Regions from separate parts of the Delphinus delphis genome. Here region 2 is linked to region 1. Evidence: chromatin contacts called from public Hi-C data. All regions are on one chromosome and are shown on one strand. Each heading gives the region's core, a stretch centred on a gene start, on an enhancer-like site or on the middle of the called end of the contact. The rest is flanking DNA. Distances are from core to core; before and after follow the strand shown. Region 1 holds the start of TMEM18 (transmembrane protein 18). Region 2 holds the start of SH3YL1 (SH3 and SYLF domain containing 1).

Region 1 (5,534 bases), core at 1,402-3,901:
TGTGCTTCGTTTGTAAGACTGCAGCAAATAACATGCAAGTCTTCTGTGGGTGTGAGAATTAAATGGGCCATCAGACGTGTAAACGCACTCAGACCAGCATCTATCATCCCCACGCTAAAAGTCACCCTCTGTTCGTCCTTGAAAACAACAAACCCACACGCAGCGCCCAGCTTCACAAAGCTTTTCAAGTATATGGGCTCCTCGCACGAGGCTCTGCGGATGACGCCACCACCTTTTCTGTGCTTCCTGCCTCGGGGCCTTTGCACACATTATTCCCGGGGCTTGCAGTGTCCCTTCCGGCCCTCGAACGCCTGCTGCCTGGCTGGTTCCCCCGCATCCTTCCCCCCTCGGTTTAAATGTCAGGGCAGTGACTTAAGTCCGGCCCCTCCCAGGGTTTCACGGTGCTCCTGCCCTTCCTGCCATGATGCTCAGCAGGGCTGTGGCTACTCAGTGGACGCCGGGGACCCCCAGCCCTACGAGGCTCCGGAGCCCGTCTGTCCTGTCCGCCCCTCGCGGTCCTTCCTAGGGCTCCCACGTAAAGAAGTGAAGTGACAGCCACCCCTGACCGTCAGGACCGTTTCCGGTGCAGGCTTGCTGATTCGCGCCTGTCCTAAGACGACCTCTTGTTTGATTTCCCACCTTGCACAAGGCCAACTGAAAAATCACACTTAAGGTGAGTTTTTGGACTTTGTTAAACTACCAAGCAAGATCTTCAGCATCTTCCCGACGTCCACAAGACGAAGAGCCCAGCATAGCCTCTGAGGCCCTGGCCCACCTTTCCTGGCTGAACATACTTCTAACTAGTCAGCATCAGAATGTGGTTTCTCTGACACCTGACGTCGCCCCTGTGCTCTCACCGGCTGCCTCCGCCCCAGATGCCAGGCCTGGGCCCGACATCTGCTCCTCACCCTAGAAAAGGAGATTGTACTCACCCCTTACACCCCCTACCATGACTTGACCTTCTCTGTGAAACCTTTCTCAACGACTCCCCACAGCTCTGCGTCTTCTCTAAAACCCTGTAGATCTTACCTTCAAAACTGACTCAGGCAATGTGTTATTTTTGCACCACAGCGCTTTCCTTCCTGGTTTGCACTCCCTCCCAGAGCAGGCAGGGCAGCTAAGCCCCCAGAGGAGCCTCTTGTACAGAGTCCGCGTTTCCGCAAACCCAGCTCTCGTTTGTGTAACTGGTATTCAGCACCCTCCCGGGAACACAACACGTGCTTGAGACGCCTTTGAAATCCAATATCCAAAACGTACCTTATCTTTATAGTACCCACAAGCGATCAAAGCAGAACACGAGGCAGGAGAGTTGGGAGGCCTTACATATATATTCACATATCACTGAGGCTACAGAGAGAACAGGCACCCGCGCTGCCGCAGCGCACAGCGATCCGAGCCGCAGAACTGTACTCACCCAGGCACAGGAAGTGCCCCACCTGTAGCTTGTACCTCCGCGATGAGAAGCAGGTGAGCAGCAGGCAGAGCACGTGGAAGGCAGCCAGCCCCACGAGCCAGGGCTCCGTCCAGTCCGTCTGCTGGAGGACACACAGCAGAACCTCGTCAGGGCCCACGTGCACTGGACCAGGCTTCACACTGCCTCTCCTCTGAGCCCGTCCCGAGCGCCCGCCAAGCCTCACAGGACACGGGGAGGGGAGGGGGAGCAGGGATCCCCACTGCACCCACGTCCAGGGACTGTCACCCGGCCGTGCCTGGCTGTCCCTCCACACAGGACTGAAGGCTTTCCTACCTGTCGAACAGACCTGCACTTCAAGCTGGGAGAATCTAAAGACCCTCCCCCACGGGGAGATGAGAAAGCGGTGCCTGGTTGCACTCGGTCGCCCCCAGAGGCAAAGCTACCAGTTCCTCAGAGCAGTGATTAAAGCCTCAGAAACCTGGGCCACCCAAACTGGCAAGATGTGGTTTTCTCCCGCCTTTCTGACACACACCCTGCCCTCCAGACAGTGCTGCGACCGCACGTCCGCTCAACTCTAGAGGTGGGCTCGTCCGCACCCCTGAACTCGGACCCCCTCCTTGGGGCTCAGGTCCCCCGGGGGCACGGGTGCTGGGGGAGCGGCCCGCGCCCTGCCACTCTGCCCACAGCGGGTCCACGCCACCCGGACCCCCCATCCCAGCCCAGGACGGCCCACCTCCCCGCTCCTCGCCGCCACGAGGCCCCAGCTCTCCCCGCAAACCCCCGACCCCCGACCGCCCCGCACCTCAGCATCCCGCCAGCCTGAAGGTCCTCCAATCTCGTCCCGCCCCGACGCCCCGGCCCCACCGCCACGCCACGCCGCGCCCACCCAGGTACAGGCCCCGCCCCTGCACCCCCCACCCACGCCTCCCGTCCGGCGCCGCCGGCGTCCCCGGCGGAGGCTGGGAAATTTGGAGAGGCCCCAGCCGACAGCGACCGAACTGACGGCCAAGGAGGCAACGACTTACCGTGATCACGGCGGGGATGCTGACGGGGAACTTGCTGACTGAGAATGCAGACGGCATCGCCTCCGGAAAGGCCCTGCTTCACCACCACCTTTTCGTCTTCCCCGCCCCGCCCGGATAGGTCAAGAAGTCCTCTGGTGTCCTCTCGCGTTATCTCCACTTATCGCGATGCCTGCTGTATCCGGAAGCGGCAGGCAACCTGCCATCTCGCGATATCTCCAGTTCCCGGTACCAGGTTCAAATCTCGCGAGATTCCGTGGTGTTAAAATAAACATAAGGGAATTACGAGTAGCTTCCAGCGTTGTTTTTTCCCCCCCCGAGCTGCTGCGAGAGGGACGTTTTAGTTCTTCCTATGTGGCGGGCTCTCATAAGTGGCAGCTCGGAGGACTGGGGGCTAGTGGGCGTCCCCGCCTCCTCCCCGCGCAACGCCTAGGGCTGGGGGCGTGGGGGTATCGCTCAGGAGAGTGACCTGGACCCCTAGGAACATAGGGGAGAGTGACCTGGATCCCGGGGACAGAAAGGGACAGTGTCCTGGACTCGGGCGGGGGACAGAGAGGGAATTGACCTGGACACTGGGGAAAACGGGGGACAGTGACCTGGACTCCGGGAGACAGAAGGGGACAGTGACCTGTACCCCAGAGAGAGAGGGGCACAGTGCCCTGCACGGAGGGGGACAGTGACCTGGACGTCGGTGGATGGAGTGGGACAGAGGGGACAGTGCCCCTGCCCCTCTGAGAAATCAGGGTCTCCAGATGCTCACTCTACCGTCAGCTCCAGAAGTGGGTGCTGATTGCTTCTAGCTCACATGGACCTTAAAAACAAAACGGCCAGTAGTTTTACCAGCTAAATGGCTTTGTTCCGGAATAGAAAGGAATTGCAGCTTGGGACATATAATCTAAGACAAAACCACAGGCAAGTTGGGCAAACAAAGGACAGGAGCGTGTCATTTTATAAAGAAAAAGGGGGAAGTGGAAAGAGCTGCTTTGAAGGAAAGTCCATTGGAGGAAAGTGAGAGTAAAGGGTGCTGAGGGGTTCCTATTGGCTGGGCAGTGGTGGTTTCTCATTGGATGAGTGGTGACAGTCTCTCATTGGCTGGGCTGTTGCCAGGCGGGGAGAAAATCTTCCCTCCCCTGCCGGTCTTGAGTAGGGACGTTCCTTCTGTCGGGTCTGCAGAGGGCCGGAGTGGTACCTGCCTGAGCGTATCCCCTTCTGCTTCCCGTTTCCATCTTCAATGAGGTTCCCTTTATTTTCACACCAATCAGGGAATCCTGAATTCTCTGTTGATTCAAGACACAGAATTAATGGAATCAATACTTGGCATCCTGCCCTGTGTCTGCGGACTAACAGGGAAGCCCCTGGTTCGCAGGCACTCAGTCAGGTGAAGAGACGGACCCCGTTCTCTGGGTGGACCTGGGGGAGGGTGTGAGGAAAAGGACTGCAGCCTGTCGCCACCTTGAGGGTACTTGGCACCTGCAGAGCGGCAGGGGGGAGGGAGAAAGTGAGCTCTTGGCAGGTGGCCTCCCTGACTGGGGGAATCAAGCCAGGATTGAACCCAAACATGTGAGCCAGGCTGCACCAGGGTTTCTCTTCCTTGCTGCCTGAGGAGCTTTCCAGAAACTCCATACTTGGCAACTCCGGCTTCCAGGGTGGGGAGGTCTCTATGGCGGCCGCCACCCATCGCGCCCCCGCCCTGCCCATCCCTCGCTGGATAAGACGGCTCTGTCCTCCTGGCCTCACTCTCCCACAGTCCAGTCCTTACACCGCAGACACAGACAGCTTTAAAAACATAAATTAGGTAAAGTTGTTTGCAACAAATGCATTTTCATATATTCATAGTTGTTGAATTGAGAGGTTTTAATTTATACCATTTAATTTTAGGTGGAGAAATACTTTTCTTCTGAGAATTATGGAATAGCCAAATCTGTTATTTATGACTCTTTTTTTCACAGATTGCCTTTACAAAATTATAGTCATTTAGAAATGTGCTTGTGAAAAGTCCGTAATTATGGATAATAAAAGCTTTATAGATAAAATACAACAAATTAATATCTCATCTTCGATTTATATTTTCACTGTTCTGTTAGTGTCTCCTGACCTCAGGGCTCTTGGAGGAGTTTGTAACTACATGGATTACAGGGCACATCGCCATGTGCTGTTTCCATGGATTTATGTTTCTGTCTCAGACATAGGAGACGATGTGTTTATTGACCTTTGTCAATCTCACAACATTTTGTGCATTGCCTGGACATACTGAGAATTTTTTAAATGGAAGTTGAGGGTTTAAATCATGTGTCACAATTGTACCTTCATGTGTCACAATTGGGGCTGCCAGGCTGGGGACTCCTCGGGCCGGCTGTGGACTCAGGTCAGCCGTGGGCTCCTAGGTGGGGCAAGCAGGTGTTTTGACTGTGATGGTTTGCAGACCTGGGCTCAGCCAGGTGGGCTTTGGCCTTTGCATGTGTCACTGATGTGGGTCTACAAAGGCAGGGACTGGGGTAGATGCCATCAGATCAGAGACACCCAACAAGGGCTCGATTTTATACGAGTCTTAGAGTCATTGTAACCAGAAAACCGTTTGCTTTGGCCTTTGCAAGGCGGCTCCAGCTGTAAAGGGGGGTTTCTGGCCCAGCAAATCGTGCCCTCCGCCATTCTGCAGGAAGGGCCAAGGGGTGAAGCCGGGAAGCCCTGGACCGTCCAGCAGCATACGAGTCACACCTCACACCCCAGGGCGCCTGCAGACTGAACCTGGACGGTGGGCGTCTCCGGGGCCCAACCTGCTGCATAGCCAGCACTGTGTTCTTTCCTGTGGCTGCGCTGACGGAACACCCGACAGGGGGCTTAAAACAGCAGGAGACAGCCCCTCTCAGTCTGGAGGCCGGAGGTCCAAAGCCCCAGGGGCAGCGGGGCCAAACTCCCTCTGAAGGAGGGGGGCAAGGTCCCTGCTGCCTTTTCAGCTTCCCACGGAGGGTGGCAAGCCCTACATTCCACTGTCACATGCGCCTCCACCTTCTCTTCTCATCAGGGCACCGGTCACTTATCAGGGTCCACCCTCCTCCAGTAGAGCCTCATCCTAGCTTGATCACATCTGCAAAGCCCTG
Region 2 (5,917 bases), core at 321-2,820, 270 kb before region 1:
TCCTCCCAAAGAAAATAAAAATTCCGTGTGTTTAGGTCTCAAACTGCACAGGATGATGTCTTATCGTGACACACTTGCACATAAGGCAACTTGTAGAAAGACGTCTGTGACCACCGGTCACTCAGCGTCACGGCAGCAACATCCCCTTCGCTTGTCAGCGTTCTCTTTCCAACCACCATATCTTTCTTTCTAAACAGTGAGAAAGCCCCTGAGAAAACTTCCTAAATGGAATAAAAGCATCAAATCACTCTTGATGAGCACAGATTTCTTTTAAATATTTTTTTAATCTTACAAAAGATGAGGGATAGTATTAACTCATTTTAAAGAAACTCTGTTTAAATAGAATATTTGTAAACCAAATAACCAATTCTCCTTAGTTTATGCATGATAAACAGGATGGAAGTAACAACTGATTTTAACCTCCAGCTGGTCACTGCGCAGGTATGCCAATAGCAGACCACACAAAGAACTAAACGGCACCATGGAGACTTGTTATTTCTCTGAGGTGCGTGTGTGCAGCGTTTCTGACTAACCCATTATTAATTCAGGCATCTCCCACACCTCAATAAAAACTCTCATGAGGACAAAAATGCAGGACACGCATGTGTCGTATACAAAAGAAAACCTGAAAACCTCCTCCCCTTTGGTAGAACATTCTGGGGCCATCAGATTCCTACTCTCTGTGGGCAGGGTTCCCCTGTCTGTGTCATTCTCTCCAACTCAGCCTCAGCAGCAGCAGTGGCGACACAGAACTGTTTGTTGAGATGAAGTGAAAATAACACATTTCCAGCTAGCAGGGTAAATCTCATTATCTCATGGTCATCTACCTGTTCAGAGCAGTTTCCTATTTCATTACACAAGGAAAAACCACCACAGTAAAGGAAAGAGATCCAAGGTCCAGCGCTCACAGCACCAGGGAGGCGGCCACTCTGCCCCAAGAGGTTCCCCGGAACTGTGGCTGATCACAGGCAGGGCCAGGTGAGGTGCGGAGGGCCCGGCACTTACACCTGGGGAGCCCGGAAACAATGGCAGCTTTCTGCCTCCGGCTGCGCGAGCCAGGCCCAGGCTGAACCCAAACCGTCCAACAAAGGTCCAGAGTGTCCCCCACTAAAACAGACGGCAGCGAAAAAAGATAGTGCCTAATACTTGGCTTTTCAAATATTAGATATTTACAAATGAAGTGAATGACAATCGCTAAAATTAAAAACGAGAAGAGCCATTCTGTGAACTGAATCAACTGGGGCCAAACCTGAATCACAACCGCATTTGTGGAGAGTCCAGGGAGCTGGTTCCTCTTAACTTTTAACAGTTGTGGGATAACTGAGTGTTAATAGATGCGCAACAGCAAAAAAATCCCAAAGACATCGTTTCTACCTCTTTCACCAAAGATTTACACTCCTCAGCAAAACTTTTGTATAGCGCAAGGGGTGGTCCCGATTCCAGGTGAGGTTCAGCGGCGTCACCGACACCCGTACTCACTTGCGACCCCGAGCCTGGTCCGTTCCGGCGCCCCTGGAGCTGCCGACACCTACCCAGGAAGAGGAGAGGCCCTCCCCGCTCGGCTCCGCCTCCCAGGGCAGGGACCGGTCTAGCGAGGTGCACACCTGAGACAGGTGAGGGAGCAGGTAAACACCCGCTTTTCCGGGGCAAAGCACCTACTTTACACATATTCGCAGGATAAAAACTGCAGCTAAGGGAGGTGTGCGCTCGCCCTCACCGGTCCCAGGGCGGCTGCTGAAGCAGCCCAGCTTCGACAACTGGGCAGCCCAGCGGCCGTCCCGCCGCAGAGCGGACCTTGCGCAGCGGTTCCGACCCGGGCACTGGGGGCGGGGGTCTCGGGGTACCAGGAGGTGCCCTTGCGGACCCCGCCCAGCCCCTGATCGCGGGCCTCACCTTCGGCCGCGCGGCCCAGGTGACGGGCGCTCACCTGAATCCCAGGACTGACTCCCTACTCTCCGAGGACACTCGGGGACCCATCAGGCCCCGTCTCTCTGGCTTCAGTCTGTGGCCCCCAAAACCCCGGGACTCGGGGCTACGCCCTCTCCTGCCCTCGGGTGGTCACTCAGCAGAGGCGCGTGACCCCAGCTCTCCCCCATTGGGCCCCTCCCCTTCCAGGTGGCTCTTGGTCCCGCCCCATCCCTCCCCTCCCCGCGCCCCACCCCCCGCCCTCGGGGTGGCTCTCGGCGCCGCCTCCCGCGGGAGGCTCTGGGGCCAGACTGCGCAAGCGCGAGACTGCACTCTCACTCCGGGTGGGGCCGGGGCAGGACTACGCGGGCGCGCATGCGCCGCGCCAGAAACGTGCCTACGTGATTAGTGGGCGCCTCTCTGAGCGCGGGAAGATGGCCGAACAGGCGACCAAGTCAGTGCTGTTCGTGTGTCTGGGTGAGACAGCGCTGATCTAGCCCCACTTTGACTTTCCTGGAGGGCTGGGAAGGGCTTCGTGCGCTCTGGGCTGCGCCGCTGGGCTGCGCCGCTGGACCGCGCCGCTGGACCAGGAACGGTGATGCGGAGGAGGCCGGAGAGGGGAGACCCGAGGGTGGCATGGGTCGGCGCCGTTGCCTGGGCAGCTCTGCAGGCGGGGTGTCCTTGACGTGCCCGGTTCTCTCTCCAAGCGGGGTCTCCTGTTCAGTCCTGTCTCCGAGTCGGATCCCCTGTCACCTGCCGAAGCCCTCTATGCAAGCCTGGACCTCTAGCTTCTGTACAGTCCTTTCTCCAAGTCCGGTTCCCGTCTCACCTGCAGCACCTGTACTCCAAGCCAGGGTTCCTGGCATTGCACTTGCCTAGAATCCCTTTTTCCCCTTCATCAGACAGACTCGAGGCCACTGGGCTGATCTGTCCTTTAAGGGCCTCCTGATGCGCCGAAACCCATGACAACACTGGTTTGCTGGCATGTTGCCTCGGCCCATGCTCACAAATGGATCTGACCTAAAGGCAGGGGAAGGGCAAAGGTTCAGGATTTCTTGGTTGTAAAAGCCAAACCAGAGAGATCTGATTCCCTAGGTCGCTGTGTAACAGCCCCATGTGCCAATATTCCTCTACATGAAAATGAAGGTATTTTTTATTTTTAATTCTTCAGGTAACTTCCAGCTCAGAATTATTTTCATTTTTAGGACTTCAACAGTGAGCCTCCCTTACTTAAAATAGAGTTCACTTTCCCTTTAGCTTTCAGGATTTTTCCTTTGATAGGGCACCTCAGTGCTTCCACCCCATCGCCTTAATTCCCCAGAGAGGACGGCCCATATGGTCAATAGTCCAGTGACTTAAAACCTTCTGATGAGTCTGCATTTCCTGCATTTCCTTCCACTCCTCTTTAGGTGCACCCTTAAAGAAGGCCACAGAAGTGTGCTCAGCGTTTCCCACTTTACCCCGTTTACCGTTTCCTACCCACACACCCTGGGGACTCCCTGTTCCCCAGGACTTCAGATGCTCAGTGTGCCTTCCGTTGTGTGCTTCTTTCTGGGAACCCATTTTGCATTTTGCCTGGAAAGCCTTTCTAAAAGGGCAGACCCAAGTATTCCCTTCTTTACTTTTTCCAGATCGTCTAGGTAGAGGTAGTTGTTCCCATGACCCTTTATAGACACCTTTCCTCACACAGATTTTATTATAATTAACTTGATAGCCTCCTGAGATTATAGCTAGATTTAGCCCTCTTGAAGGCAATAACTGTGGCTTATTTTTCTTTGTATTTCCAGCTTTAGGACAAAATATGATGCATACTAGGTATTTGCAGAATTGAATTTCTATGAGGGGAAAAGTAAAAGGCCTCCTTGTTTCACTTTGACAGTAGGCATCATTTGAGTTTTAAGCTCTCCACTGAAGGCTGACTGATGGCTTCAACACAGTTTTTTAAAGGGCAGTTCAGCTCAGGTTGGGCATCTAATAGGATTCCATTGCCTTGTTTATTTCACTTAGTATTGTTGATTAGGCTGACATAATGCACTATGGTGGCTCTTAATGGGAGATGTCTGCTTGTAAGTATTTATCTTCAGTACTTTTTTTTTTTTTTTTTAAAGCAACTGCCACGGGACCAGGCACTGTTCTGAGTGCTAGGGATGTAGTGGTGAGGGAAACAGACAAAAATCCCTGCGCCTCTAGAGCTCACATTCCGTCATCAACAATCAAGGATTTGGTTAGGACAGTAAGGCAGGAAAGGGGGAGAGAAGGAGAGTGCAACTGTAAGTAGGCTGTTCAGGGGAGGGCTTACCGACAAGGTGACATTTGAGCAAAGACTTGACGGAGGTGAGGAAGCAAGTGTAGGGTATTTTGGAAAAGCACTCTGGACCCAGAGGAAGGCAGGTGAAAGATTTTGAAGTGAGGGTGCTGGCCATGTTCAAGAAGCGGCTGGGAAGCTGAAGTTCTGGGCCTGGTGACCTAGTACCTTCGCAGTCAGACACTCCTCTGTACCTGAGGACTCAGGTACTGTGGCTGTTTTCTCAGGTCCCAGTGGATACATAAGCAGTACTGCTCTTGGTGCATAGGGGAGAAGTTACTTCCTGACATACAGTGAGTGTTCTGGGGCAGGAGTCTGCAAACTCTTCATGTGAAGAGCCAGAGAACAGATACTTTGTGCCCTGTAGGCCACGTCAAAGGTGCAGTGCGAAAGCAGCCCGGCCAGTGCATGAGTGACTAGGCTGGGCTGCCATTGTGTGTGGACACGGGGATTTGAATTCTGTGGAATATTCTCAAGATATTCTGAGTATTTTTCAACTGTTTAAAAATGTAAAACAATTATTTTTAGCTTTGAGAACTATATACAAAGCTGGTGGGTCCTGAGCCCTAGTTTTCAGACCCACATTTAGGTTCTGCGGTGGACAGATCTGGTGAGGCCGTGTGAGGACTTGGGCTCACTGAGCGAGTTAAGCCATTGGAGGGTTTTGAGCAGAGGTGGGAATTTTAAAAAGAAGCCTTCAGCTGTTGTGTTGAGATTGGACTGAGAAGGGGTGAGGGCCACAGGAGGGAGACCCACAATTCAGAGAGTTTGTGTGTTGAACCAGAGCTTTGCCGGTGGAGGGGGTGAGACATGGAGTTCTGGGGAATTTGAGGTTGCTGTTTGCCATTTCACTTGGTAGCCTGTATGCAGGACAGTAACAACAGTACACTTCTGAAACATAAAAGTTTTATTCCTTCAAAGCGTTTATTTGGACCTGTTTCAGACTGAAGTGCAGGGAAGTGTCAGATGTATACCATCGGTAAGGGTAATAGCAGAAAAGAACGGAACTTCTTATTTTGGCAAGATTATTAAGTGTTTAATGTTTTAAAGATCTAAAGAATGTGTGCTGTTAATTGTGTCCCAGCCAGCAAACTGGGAGATGAGAGAGAGCATAGTGGTGTCAGGTTACCTTTTTCCTACAATTAACCAGTATTTAAATACTCTTCATCCTTTAAAGACCAGCCCTAATTGTTCTTTTTTTCTCATAAGAAACTTTCTTATTCTTTATGCTTTTTAGAATCTTTTCCCGTGCTCCTGTAGTATATTGCTTGTCTATCAGCATTTGTTTTCTTGTTTTTATTATAGCTAATTCCGTATCTCCCATAAATACATTGCTTAGCATGTGGTAGAAATATTTTGAGGGAAGATTTTCTGTCTTTTATCTTTCTTCCCCTGTGTAGTAAGGAATTTGACCCCATTTAATGAGAGGTCTTGCCTCTGTCCTGGCTGCTGGGAGGTAACCTTCAAACCCCTTGGAATTCCCTTGGAGTGATAGGAGTGTTTTGTGATTCAGGGATGACCCTACACAGCTTATGCTGAGGCGGTAACTCGGGTGGAGGCTGCGAGCCACACGTGGCAGGGGAAGGGGCTGGACATTGAGTTCAACCACAGGCCAGTAATTCAATCAGTTGGGCTTATTTGTGAAACCCCAGTAAATCCTTGGCACTGGAGCTCTGGGAGGCGTCCTGGATTGGCAGTACTCTGAGT

What was found. Hi-C and Micro-C count contacts between places; a contact is called where the count stands out from the background.
Region 2: a contact with region 1 is called in a Hi-C map of lung, with 3 times the contacts expected there. The contact joins the promoter of SH3YL1 here to the promoter of TMEM18 in region 1. A contact is called at or near these places in 2 of 3 Hi-C or Micro-C datasets (lung and muscle).

The regions. Positions count from the first base shown.
Region 1 is chr12:89,414,065-89,419,598 of mDelDel1.2, reverse strand. TMEM18 (transmembrane protein 18) reads right to left here and starts at 2,651. Exons shown (of 5, transcript XM_060027175.1): 1 at 2,440-2,651; 2 at 1,415-1,532. The coding sequence starts at 2,496.
Region 2 is chr12:89,681,654-89,687,570 of mDelDel1.2, reverse strand. It overlaps SH3YL1 (SH3 and SYLF domain containing 1), which reads right to left and starts at 1,570. Exons shown (of 10, transcript XM_060027178.1): 1 at 1,480-1,570. The coding sequence starts at 1,480. ACP1 (acid phosphatase 1) reads left to right here and starts at 2,262. Exons shown (of 6, transcript XM_060027177.1): 1 at 2,262-2,382. The coding sequence starts at 2,340.